Regions from separate parts of the Pelodiscus sinensis genome. Here region 2 is linked to region 1. A link is a contact called in public Hi-C data. All regions are on one chromosome and are shown on one strand. Each heading gives the region's core, a stretch centred on a gene start, on an enhancer-like site or on the middle of the called end of the contact. The rest is flanking DNA. Distances are from core to core; before and after follow the strand shown.

Region 1 (5,527 bases), core at 1,564-4,063:
GGTGACCTCTGCTGTCTGGGGCAAGACCCAGCAGGGAAAACCTCAGTATGCAAAGGTGACTCCAAACCTGTTGAACCAGCCACCCCCCATGGGGAGAAACAAAGGGAGGTGGATGCTGCCCTGGTTGGGGGCAGGGCTTGGAGAGGGGGAGTTAGTTCCTGGCTGGAAAGCAGGGGAGAAGGAGCTGGGGAGGGGGCGGGGATCCCCCCATCTCAAGGGGGCACTGAAGCCTCTTAGCCCCCAGGTCCTGTAACCAGATTACATCTGTGCTGTGCTGTATCCTGGAGGGGCAATAAACCACCCTCAATTCCACTGGCTGGTGGAGTCTGTTCATGCCATTCCGGGGGTGCAGGAGACGGGAAAATCCCGACGCACCGTCACACCATCACACCCCTCAGTCTAGACTCTAGAGTCTGAAAGTGGAGGGGGAGCCGCACGTGTGGGAGATGGAAGGAGGGTGCAGGAATTTTGGGATGTGCCCGGGGTTCCCAGGATGGGACAGGGGCCTTTCAGTGGATTGGAGTTAGGATCAACGTTCCCTCTATTTTTCCCCATCCATGTGCAGAATACATTTTGTTCTGTGCACCGAGGCAGGTGCAGATGTGCACCACCAGGAGACACACAGGCTGCCGGCGGCTAGCGCTCTTCTAAACCAGCTGGGCAGCATTTGAATTTCTTCTGGGAGGCTGCACATACAGGGCCTGCTGGTCAGGATCCCTTCCCCACACCTAGAGTCGGAAGGGAAATCGCCTCTGTGCAAAGAACCAGAGATGACGCAGATGAACCCAACCCCAAAACTCCACCTCCGCCCCCTTCGCCCAGCTGCCAACCCAGCGTCAGGGAGTGATCCCAACCCACCTCACTCCTCAGGGCCGGGCAAACTGGGCCCATGCCCAGGGCACCATGGCCAGAGGGTGAGGGGCACCAGGGGATGGAGGGTACTGGGCAGTGGGGCAGGGTATGCTGGAAGCGCAGGGCTGGGGTGGGGGGCACAGGTGCAGGAAAGAGCAGGGGTTGGCATGAAGGGAGCACTGGGTACAATGCAGGGTTAGTGGTAAAGGGGGTACAGGACAGGGCGCAGGCCTGGGGAGCCTCTGGGGAAATGGGGGGTGCTATTCCCACGAGGTCAGAATACACAAGTTTGCCCAGGGTACCAATTTGCCCAAGGCCGGCCCTGCGCAATCCACCCCGGAGCCCAGAAATGCCCGGGGACTGGCCGTCACGGCACCAGACGGGGTGCAATGGCCGGGGGGAGCGGGCACAAAGGGCCCCCCATACTGATACCCAGCTGCCAAGCAACAGGCTGCGTCCTGCTCAGAGCCAGATGCTCCGGGGAGCCAGGGCAGGGGGGCTGCCTGGTGTCTTGCACAGAATCAGAGCCACAGCTGGACGCCAGAGGGAGCCAGGCCTCCGGGCGTGTGCAGGGGAGTCTAGGCTGGCCCCGGGGTCAGGATCCGGGCTGTCGGCTGCCCAGGGCACGGCCAGTCCAGGGAGGGCTCCCCCAGCAGGGACTGCAGAGGGAGAGCCCGGAGCGGGGAGAATACCCCAGAACAGAAGCAGAGGGGCAGCCGAGTGAGTATCTGCAAAACCAACGCGGAGGCCTTAGCGGCTAGCGGCTGTATTGGGGCACCAGCTTTCATGGGACCCCCCTCCCTTGGGCAGATCCCAGCGGAGAGTCGCTTGCCCAGTGGCCCCCAGGGGGAGCAGTCGGAATTATTTTGCTCCAGCGCTGCCGTCAGTGTCTCCAAGGAGACAAACCTTAAGGGCCAAGGGGGGAGGCGACCTTGCCCCAAAAGGGGCTCGCTGAACGTTTCTGAATCTCCCCAGCCCCCGTGAACCCGGCCTGTCCCCTCAGTGCGGGGGCACCCGCCCCGGGGATGCTGGGAAACAAAGCCTCAGCAGCGGTGCCCGCTGGGCATCTCACGGCACTTTCACTTCCCCATGAGGCCCTACCTCAGGAGGGGATATGGATCTGTCCCCCGCACACACACACGCCGAACACAGCCACCTCTGGGGTGGAGCATGGCAGCCACTGAACAGCTGAGTGGAACGCTCCTGGAGAGCGGGGCGCTGGCACCTGTCAGAGCAGGCTGCATCCAGTTGAAGAGCCCTGAGGTGCTGGCCCCTGGCAGCATTGCCCTGGCTGAGAACACGCACCTGGCAGGGGGCAGGGAATCTGTCCGTATGGGCTGGAATTGGGGGCAGCGAGTCCCCACAAAGCCACATTTTAGCCGGGTGAAATAAGGCTCCGGACAGCGTCCCTGGAGGCGTCACGTGGATCCCCACTGCTGCCACCAATTCTGTAGGCAGCCTTGGGCAAGACCCTTGCTCGGCCTGTCTTTGTTTGCTCAACCCTCCTTCTCCCTCCTTTGTCTAGCTAGACCCCGAGCTCCTTGGGAGACGGGCTGGCAGGGCCTGTGCCGGGCCTGGCACAACAGGGCCGGGTGTCTCCGAGGCATCATTGTGACAGACAAGGGATATTTGCATTGTCCGCCCCAGCGCCACCCTCGCTGCTGCACGCCCACCGAGAGCCCCAGGCTGCTGCTGGCTGGGTCACGGATTTGCCACCTTTCTCTGGCTAAAAGTGTTTGCAGGTGGGGGGGGCTGTCGGGCTCTTTAATCTCTTACCGGCACATTTGACATCACCGCCGTCCCTGCCCTGCTGCCCCCGCTCCAAGGACACCAGGTGAGGGCCAGACAAGGCCTCCCAGAGGCCCAGCTGCTGCTCCCGCAAGGACAGGAGCCTGGAGTCCCCTTTAACGAACTCCGCCGGCCCCTCCTCTCTGCCCGCCCCCGGGCGGTGGAGCCTTGAGCCCACGGCTCGGGCACCCAATCGGCAGGCGCTGGCCAGGCATTATAAGAGGGTTGCCAGGGGGCGCCGGCCAGACCCAGCGGGGAGCAGGGAGGCAGAGCTGGGGGCCAGGGGCTGGGGCCAGCGACAAGCAGAGGGGCTGGGGAGGATGGAGCACCCAGCTGGAAGGAGGGCGCAGGGAGCCAGCCTGAGCTACTTCATCCAGGATCCAGGCACCGGGACGCTGTACAGGAGGGGGCAGCTCTTGGGGAAGGTACCTTGTATCTGCTTGGTTAAGCCCCCCCCCCCCCCAGACTTCCTCCTCCCAGCTGTTAGGGGGAGAGTCTGAACCCAGCTGAGAGGGTGGCTTCTCCTCTGGGCCGGTCATGGGTTCAACCCTCCCCCCTCCACCGTGAGGCATTGTCTCCTCCAAGGTGGCTGGGGAAACTGAGGCACGAGGCGAGCGTTTGGCCCAGGGTCATCAAATCCGTGACGGAGCTGGGTCCTGACCCCAGGAGCCTGGTGCCCCCCGCCCCTCCCCCGCCAGAGCCACTAGGCAGCGCTGCCTTCGCAGAGCCGGGATGAGATATCCCACCCCCCCCCCTCCGCGGGGCTGTACAAGAGCTGATATGGGGAGTCGCTGCACAAATCCCCGTCCCCTTCTCTGTTCTTAGCCCGTCGGGCCCCTGCCGCCGGGAATGGGTTCAACTCCTCCCCCTTCCCCCGCGTCACCTCCAGTGTCGCTGGGGAAACTGAGGCACGAGCCAGGCCGGGTGATGGGCCCAAGGTCATCTAATCCATGACCTCATTGCTCTGCCACACAGCCCTGGCCCCCGCGTTGTGGCAGAGGCGAGGAGAGCCCGGGGCGGGAGGCCCCCTCGGCCGGCCACGCTGCCCCCCCGCGTATCCCGGCAAGGGGGGGGTCAGAGCTAGCCATGGGACCCCCTGGGTCCCCGCCCCTCCAGGGGGGAATGAGCCTTCGCTGCTGCCCCCGGCAAGGGAGGCGCTCCCCGGACGAGCCCCACAGGGCGGGGGGGCAGGACGCAGCCCCCCCCCCAGCCTAGCCCCCCTCACGGCTCCTGCTTGCGCGCAGGGCGCTTTCGGCCGGTGCTACAAGTTCACGGACAGATCCACGGGCCGGGTCTTCGCCGCCAAGATCGTCCCCCGGGACCGCGTCTCCCAGCTGGGCCGGGGCAAGGTGAGCAGGGCGGGGGGGGGCCCTCTAGCCCGGCCAGAGAGGAGGGGTCTGTGCCCCCCCCATCCTCCCAGCTGGGCCGGGCCAGGTGAGCAGGGCGGGGGGGCCCTCTAGCCCGGCCAGAGAGGAGGGGTCTGTGCCCCCCCATCCTCCCAGCTGGGCCCTGCTCCGCCTTCCCCCAGCTGGGAACTCTGGGGGGGGGGAGGTTAACCCTTTCCTTGCCAGCCTCGGGGTCACTCGATTCCCCCTCCCCCGCCAAGCCCCGTTCCCAAGCGGGGGGGGGGTAACTCCCGGTGTAAACAAAGACCCCCCCCCAGCCTGTCCACATGCCCCTTGTTCTCACCATCCCCCAGCCCGGGGGGGAGGGGGTCGCCCAGCCCCCTGCAGAGTTGCTGTCCCTCAGCATCCCAGAGCCAACCGCTGGCCCCATGCAGGGATGAGTCCGGGCAGGGTGAGTCCCCGTCTCATTCCTACAGGGGGCACCAGAGAGTCCCTCTCTAGAGTGTGACTCAGCTGTTGGTTCCACCCCAGAGCCAGCTGCATTTTGGCAGTAGAGGTGCGATTTCCCCGCCCCCTGCGCCCATTGCCCACTGCTTTGGCCTCCCTTTGCCCCAAGAGACGTCTGATCTCGTTGGCCTGGCAGTCTCGCTGTCGTTTTCACCAGCTCGTGTTGGCATCGACCAAAGCGCAGGACTGCTGTGGGCTTGCTGGGTTCTGACTGTCACGAAATGGCCAGGGGTGGGTGGACATGCACAGCTGCCATCTCTGGGCTGGGATCTGAGCTGCAGGGCTGTGTGTCATAGACCCTGTGCTGCGCGCCATTAACGGGATTCTCCTATCGCTCAAGGAGCCAATGGGAGCAGGATGCGCTGGATTCGATCCCTACAGCTGCCGGAGCAATCCCAGGGGCTGTGTGCTAGGCCCCAGGGACACGCAGCCCCATGCTGTTGTGTGTGTCTGTGTGTGCACGCCCAGGGACACGCAGCCCCATGCTGTTGTGTGTGTCTGTGTGTGCACGCCCAGGGAAACGCAGCCCCATGCCGTTGTGTGTGTGTGTGTGTGCACGCGCGCCCCGGGACACGTGGCCCCATGCTGTTGTGTGTGTGTGTGTGTGAGGCCAGGGACATGCAGCCCCATGCCGTTGTGTGTGTGTGTGTGTGTGCACACGCACCCCGGGACACGCGGCCCCATGCTGTTGTGTGTGTGTGTGTGTGCGCCCAGGGACACGCAGCCCCATGCTGTTGTGTGTGAGTGTGTGTGAGGCCAGGGACACGCAGCCCCATGCTGTTGTGTGTGAGTGTGTGTGAGGCCAGGGACACGCGGCCCCATGCTGTTGTGTGTGAGTGTGTGTGCGCGCCCAGGGACACGTGGCCCCATGCTGGTGTGTGTGTGTGTGTGTGTGTGTGTGTGTGTGTGTGCGCCCAGGGACACATGGCCCCATGCCATGGTGTGTGTGTGTGTGCGCCCCAGGACACATGGCCCCATGCCGTTGTGTGTGTGTGCGCCCAGGAACACGCAGCCCCATGCCATGGTGTGTGTGT
Region 2 (5,527 bases), core at 1,799-4,298, 450 kb after region 1:
TCTTGGCTCTCAGGGCGTGGCCCGTGGCCCGAGGCGTGGCTGCAGCTGGAGCTGTGGATTGAGCGGAGACAGGTTGCGGAAGGATCTTGTGCTGAGATGATCAGGCGCTGGAATTAATGACACAGACTCTGGAGGCTCCTGTGAGCCGGGGCGGGGGCGTGCTGAGCTCATCAGAGTAGCTCCAGGGAGAGGCAGGGCAGAAGGTTTTTCAGAAAGGAAGTCAACCAGGGACTTTCTGGGCTTGCTTCGCCACAAGGTCCCCATGGCCCAAAGGGCTGCGAACGCCACCGGCGAACCTCTTCCAGCTGAGAAAGGGGCCTTCCCGCTCGCAGCCCCCGGAGTGCACGGTACAGCAGCCCAGGGGTGGCTCTGTGTTCCGTTGGAGACCACCCCTGGGATGCAAAAGGGTTTCAAGCCACCTTAACCCCCCCTGCTCCCTCTCAGCCCCCCACAGAGGCTTTCAGGAAGCAGGAGGCCTTTCCTGAAACGGGACCAGGCAGGACCAGAAAGGGTTAATCGCTGCGCTTGCTTATCCAAACCCTTGGCCGGCACACAAGGCCTTTGGGTTGCTCCTTGCGGCGAGGTTAACCCAGCCTCCCTGTCCTCCGCAGAGTCCAAACACCGATAACAGCTCCCAGGCGAGATCTGAAATCTCTCTCTCCCTTCCTTTTCACCTAGTTTCCCTGCGGCCGCAGGGAGGCCGGGGCCCTGGACGGGACCGGGAACCCCAGTGCTGTGAAAACACCAGTACATCGGAGGAAGTGGGTTATACCCACAACAGCACGTGATTCTGGTCCGTTTGGTTCCTTCTGAAAGTGTCACGGGGCTCTTCGAAGTTTGTAAAGCGAGGGACTAACCCAGCCAGCTCTCCCTAAAAATAGGGGCAGCTCGTGTCTCCACGTGTAGGGCCTGACCGAGGCGGGGCTGGAAGGGGGGCTGGGGAGGAGACGTCCCGCCACGGAGAAGGTTTAAACCGGGAAGGTTTCTAACAGGAGCAGGCTGGGAGATGGGGTATTTGCCGCAAGAATGTTTGGTTTCTGATGGACATTTTTTTAAGAGGCCCAAACGCCTGGGGTGGGGGGGGGGGATTCTAAACGTCAACCGCGGGGCAGACGCTGACACGTTCCGAGGTGATGCGGCGGCCTCCCCAGGAGAACTTCCATCTCACTGGAAACCTGCCTCTTGGTAGGAAGGAGAATGGGGAATTTTCACCGCGCCCAGCGTATTCTGCCTACATATTGATGGCTCCGGAGAGGCCAGCTGGGGAGCCAGGCCTGCAGGGCAGAAGTTGCAGGTGCCTGAGTCATTTTCCTGCCCTGCCCTAATCCCCCAAGGATGCAGCGTGCGGGACGTCCCCCAAAGAAACTGGTCTGTCCAGGATGGAGGTGTTCCTTGGACCTGCTGGGATGAAGATCTTGAATTCAAGGATCATCCGTGTCACTCTCTGGCTTTGCATGAAGCCGCCCTGGGGTTTCCTCTCTGCAAACTTTCCTGGGTGTGCGCCTGCCTCTCTCGCCCCCCAGCTGGGATTTACCGAGGGTGGGCACATGGGGACTCCTATCCCCTTGGGATTCAGATGTGCAGGGCGCCTCTAATATCTGGGCTCCCACAGGGAGTGGTCACTCAGCGCCTTTCTGCCCCAGATCCCGGCCAATGGGCCCACTAAACTTTTCCATGGGTGGATTTTTTCTTTGAAGTGTGGAATAAATTTTGTTATGTACACCAAGGCGTGTGTGAATGTGCACCACCCAGAGAAACACAAACCTAGCAGTGAGCCCCCTGCTAGTCAGCTGGGCAGCACTGGAATGTCTCCTGAGCAGCTACACAAATGCCCAGCTTACTGGGAACACTGACCCCGGCCCGGCAAGGTTGGGGGCACAGGAGTTTCCCTAGGCTACCCACCACCTCCTGATGCTCTGCGTGCGTGTCCCTCAGAGCCTGAATCCGCACGGCGGGGCGCCCGACAGCATCCCGGACAGCTGTGCAGAGGGAGAGGGAAGCTCTCTGCTCCCTTCCCCGGTGACAGCGCCCTGCGGCCTTCCTCAGCGGGGCTGTAAATTCCTTTCCCTGCTGCATCCAGCTCTTCTCTCCTCTCCCCCATTCTGCGATCCCTTACCAGGAAGCACCTGACACTTACTGCTCGGAACAGTTTCCTTGGCAGGTCCCTTCGCTGATTACACTCTCTCCACGCCGGTGGATGTGCCAATGCATTGCTCATAGCCTGCCACCACGCCCCGGGCCCCGGGCTGGAAAGCCTCTTTAAAAACTTCCTCCTGATGACTTCCAAGTACGGGCCCTCGGCGACCAGCACTGAAAGGGTGCCTGGCACCGGACGCCGGTTCCTTTCAGCCAAGCCTGGATGACCTTGGTCTCCCATCAAATAAATCAACAGACCTCGGGGAACACTAAGTCACCTCCTCCCTTATCGGCGAGCTGCTGGCAGAGCTGCTCCTGAAGAAAACCACAGCTCAGAGCTGCCCAGGTGGACAGAGCAGTCACTCCATCCCAGAGTGGTCCTGGATCACCAGGCAGCCTCCCGGGGCACTGTAGTTCCAACTGGCAGCAAACTTTTCTCCTGTTTGATCAGCGGCGTTTGATTGAGTTATCGAGCTGCTTCTGAAATTCACCATCAAAGGAGATTTTAGGAATCTCATTTTGACAAAGCTCAGGTCAGGATTTGAACCTGCTGCTGCCTTTTAAGCATCGTGCCGGCTTAAAACCCACCTGCTGTTCGATGCCATCGCCTCTCGACTTGCCGGGCGCAGGGTGGGACAAGGTTCTGAACAGACCAGACAGGCACCTTTTTGGGTTTTGATCCACCTGCCGTCTTTCAATTTCTACCCACCCCTTGGAAAACCTGGAGGTTCTCGGACATTTCTGGGTGTAACCTATTTTGATTTTTTCCCCTCCCGGAAAGCACCCAGCCCAGATTTTGTTGGTGGGTTTGTTTGCTTCGAAAATATTTGTCCCCTCTCCAGCTTGACACGAGAAACAGAGCGTGTGCGCCCCGGGTCCAACCTGCGCGTGTCTGTCTCTGAAACCCTTTGATTCCAGGCGCGATTTGCTGTTTTGGTTGGTTGCAAGCGCTATTATCTGTTCCCCTCTCCCGTGGTGAAATCCACGTGGCTCGTCGGAGGGGGTTTTCGGCAGCCTTGTGTCCCCCCGTCGGGTGTTTATTTCTGCCCTGTCTTTCGACCGGGGCGCGAGGCACTTTCCAAAGCTCTGCTCTGCGAGCGGAGCTGGCAGCTGGTTCTGGTGGGCCAGACGGGGGGAGCCCAGGGTCCGGTGACGTCCCAGGCGGGCAGCATGGAGGTGTTCGTGCCGCAGATGCTCACCTTCAGCCTCTGGGACTACGGCGTGTTCGGCCTCATGCTGCTGATCTCCACGAGCATCGGGCTCTTCTACGCCCTCGCCAAAGGCGGGCAGAAGACCAGCGAGGACTTCTTCACCGGGGGGCGGCAGATGTCGGCCGTGCCCGTAGGGCTCTCGCTCTCTGCCAGCTTCATGTCGGCCATCCAGGTGCTGGGCGTGCCCGCCGAGGCCTATCGCTACGGCCTCAAGTTCCTGTGGATGTGCCTGGGCCAGCTGCTCAACACCCTGCTGACGGCCTACCTCTTCCTGCCCGTCTTCTACCGCCTGGGGCTGACCAGCACCTACGAGGTGAGGGCGCCCGCAGGGCCTGGGCGGAGGGGGGGTCCTAGGAAAAACCCTGGGGGGGTTTCTTCAGGCTCCTGCTCGGGGCTGTGAGTTTGAGGGGGTGTTGGGGTTGGCGGGGGCGCTTATGGGAGCAGCAGGAGTGGGGCAGCCTTCCCCACGGGTGAACCCCCAGCCCCCGGCTCTGCCAGCTCTGGGCTCCCCCCAGCCCAGCCGGGCTCCTCCCTCCCGACCCCCAGCCCCCCGGCTCTCCCAGCTCTGAGCTGGTGCCCCCCAGCCCTGGCCTGTAGCCCCCCGGCTCTGGGCTCCCCCTAGCCCAGCCAGGCTCCTCCCTCCCGACCTCCAGCCCCCCGGCTCTCCCAGCTCTGGGCTGGTGCCCCCCAGCCCTGGCCTGTAGCCCTCCGGCTCTGCCAGCTCTGGGCTCCCCCCAGCCCAGCCGAGCCCCTCCCTCCCGACCCCCAGCCCCCCGGCTCTCCCAGCTCTGAGCTGGTGCCCCCCAGCCCTGGCCTGTAGCCCCCCAGCTCTGGGCTCCCCCTAGCCCTGCCGGTGCCCCTCCCTCCTGACCCACAGCCCCCCGGCTTTCCCAGCTCTGGGCTGGTGCCCCCCAGCCCTGGCCTGTAGCCCTCCGGCTCTGCCAGCTCTGGGCTCCCCCCAGCCCAGCCGGGCTCCTCCCTCCTGACCCCCAGCCCCCCGGCTCTGCCAGCTCTGGGCTCCCCCCAGCCCTGCTGGTACCCCTCAGTCCCCACCTGCAGCCCCCCGGTTCTGGGTTCCCCCCAGCCCTGCCAGTGCCCCTCCCTCCCTCCCTCCTGACCCCCGACCCCCAACCCTCGAGGTGCTGAGTGGGGAGGGTCAGGAACGGCCCAGCTCTCTGCTGGCCAGGCAGAGTCTTATCACTAACAAACACCAGGGATAAGAGGAGCGGATCAAGTCCCTGGCCCTAGACCTGGGGGGCAGAGGAGGGATGGTCCGAGGGGCCCCCTGGGATCCTGCCGTCCCCCTGCTCCGCTGGCGCGACTCAGGAGGCCTGGGTTCCGTTCCCGGCTGGGGGCGGACGGGCTTAGAACCGGGGACTCGGAGACTGGGGGTGCCGAGCGCCCGGCCTGGATTCCTGGCCCTGCTGGGATCGCAGGCACATGCCAGGGCTCCCCGCCCGGCTTCCAGACCCGCGGGGGCAGACTCTGCTCCGGGCCAGGAGCAGGGGCGCTGAGACGCTGCTCCCGGGAGATTCCCCGCTCGGATCCGCAGAGGGGCCAGCGCGCCGTGGGCTGCCCCTCTTGGACTGATCGGTCCGGGGGGGAGGGGTCCCAATCAGAGCCCCAGAGCCAAAACCGGGTCTTTCCCCGGGTGGCCCCCGTGGGCCCTGCTCCACCTCCGAGGCCTTCACCGGGGACTCAGGGCGCTCGTAGGCCGGCGGGAGGGGAGCCGCAGGGGGTTCCCCGTCCAGGAAGCCCCTGGTGCCAAGGCAGAAAGAGCCCCGGTCACCGCACATCCCACGGGGCCCCCAAACTCCAGCTCTTGGTCAGGGTGTGGGGGAGTGAAGTGGGAACCCCCAGGAGGGGCTGGGGCGCTGCAAAGCATTCTGGGAAGCAGCCCACACCCCCTCTGCCTGCCCCCTCGTCTGGGGGGCTCGGAGCTGGGCCTTCGCTGCCCCGCTCGGGGTCACGGCCGGTCTGCACTGCTGCCTGGGGCCCGTTGAGGCCTCTTCTCCGAGGGCGGCCCCCATTCGCCACCCCCCCAAGCCTCGACGCTCGCCCACGCCGGAGCCTCTCTCAGGTCCTGGCTGCTCCACGCCCCCCGGGCTTTGGAGAACAGCCCGGGCGACGGAGCCCTCCGGAGGAGGCAGCCCGGGCGGCTCAGTGCTCCGGGAGCTTGA

What was found. A called contact is a pair of places that touch in the nucleus more often than the background predicts.
Region 2: a Hi-C map of an unstated tissue shows a contact between it and region 1, with 16 times the contacts expected there. The contact joins the promoter of SLC5A5 here to the promoter of PLK5 in region 1. A contact is called at or near these places in 2 of 5 Hi-C or Micro-C datasets (blood and an unstated tissue).

Annotation. Positions count from the first base shown.
Region 1 is chr19:17,520,616-17,526,142 of ASM4963464v1, forward strand. It overlaps PLK5 (polo like kinase 5 (inactive)), which reads left to right and starts at 2,814. Exons shown (of 14, transcript XM_075902726.1): 1 at 2,814-3,065; 2 at 3,885-3,989. The coding sequence starts at 2,961.
Region 2 is chr19:17,971,451-17,976,977 of ASM4963464v1, forward strand. SLC5A5 (solute carrier family 5 member 5) reads left to right here and starts at 3,049. Exons shown (of 15, transcript XM_075902755.1): 1 at 3,049-3,660. The coding sequence starts at 3,307.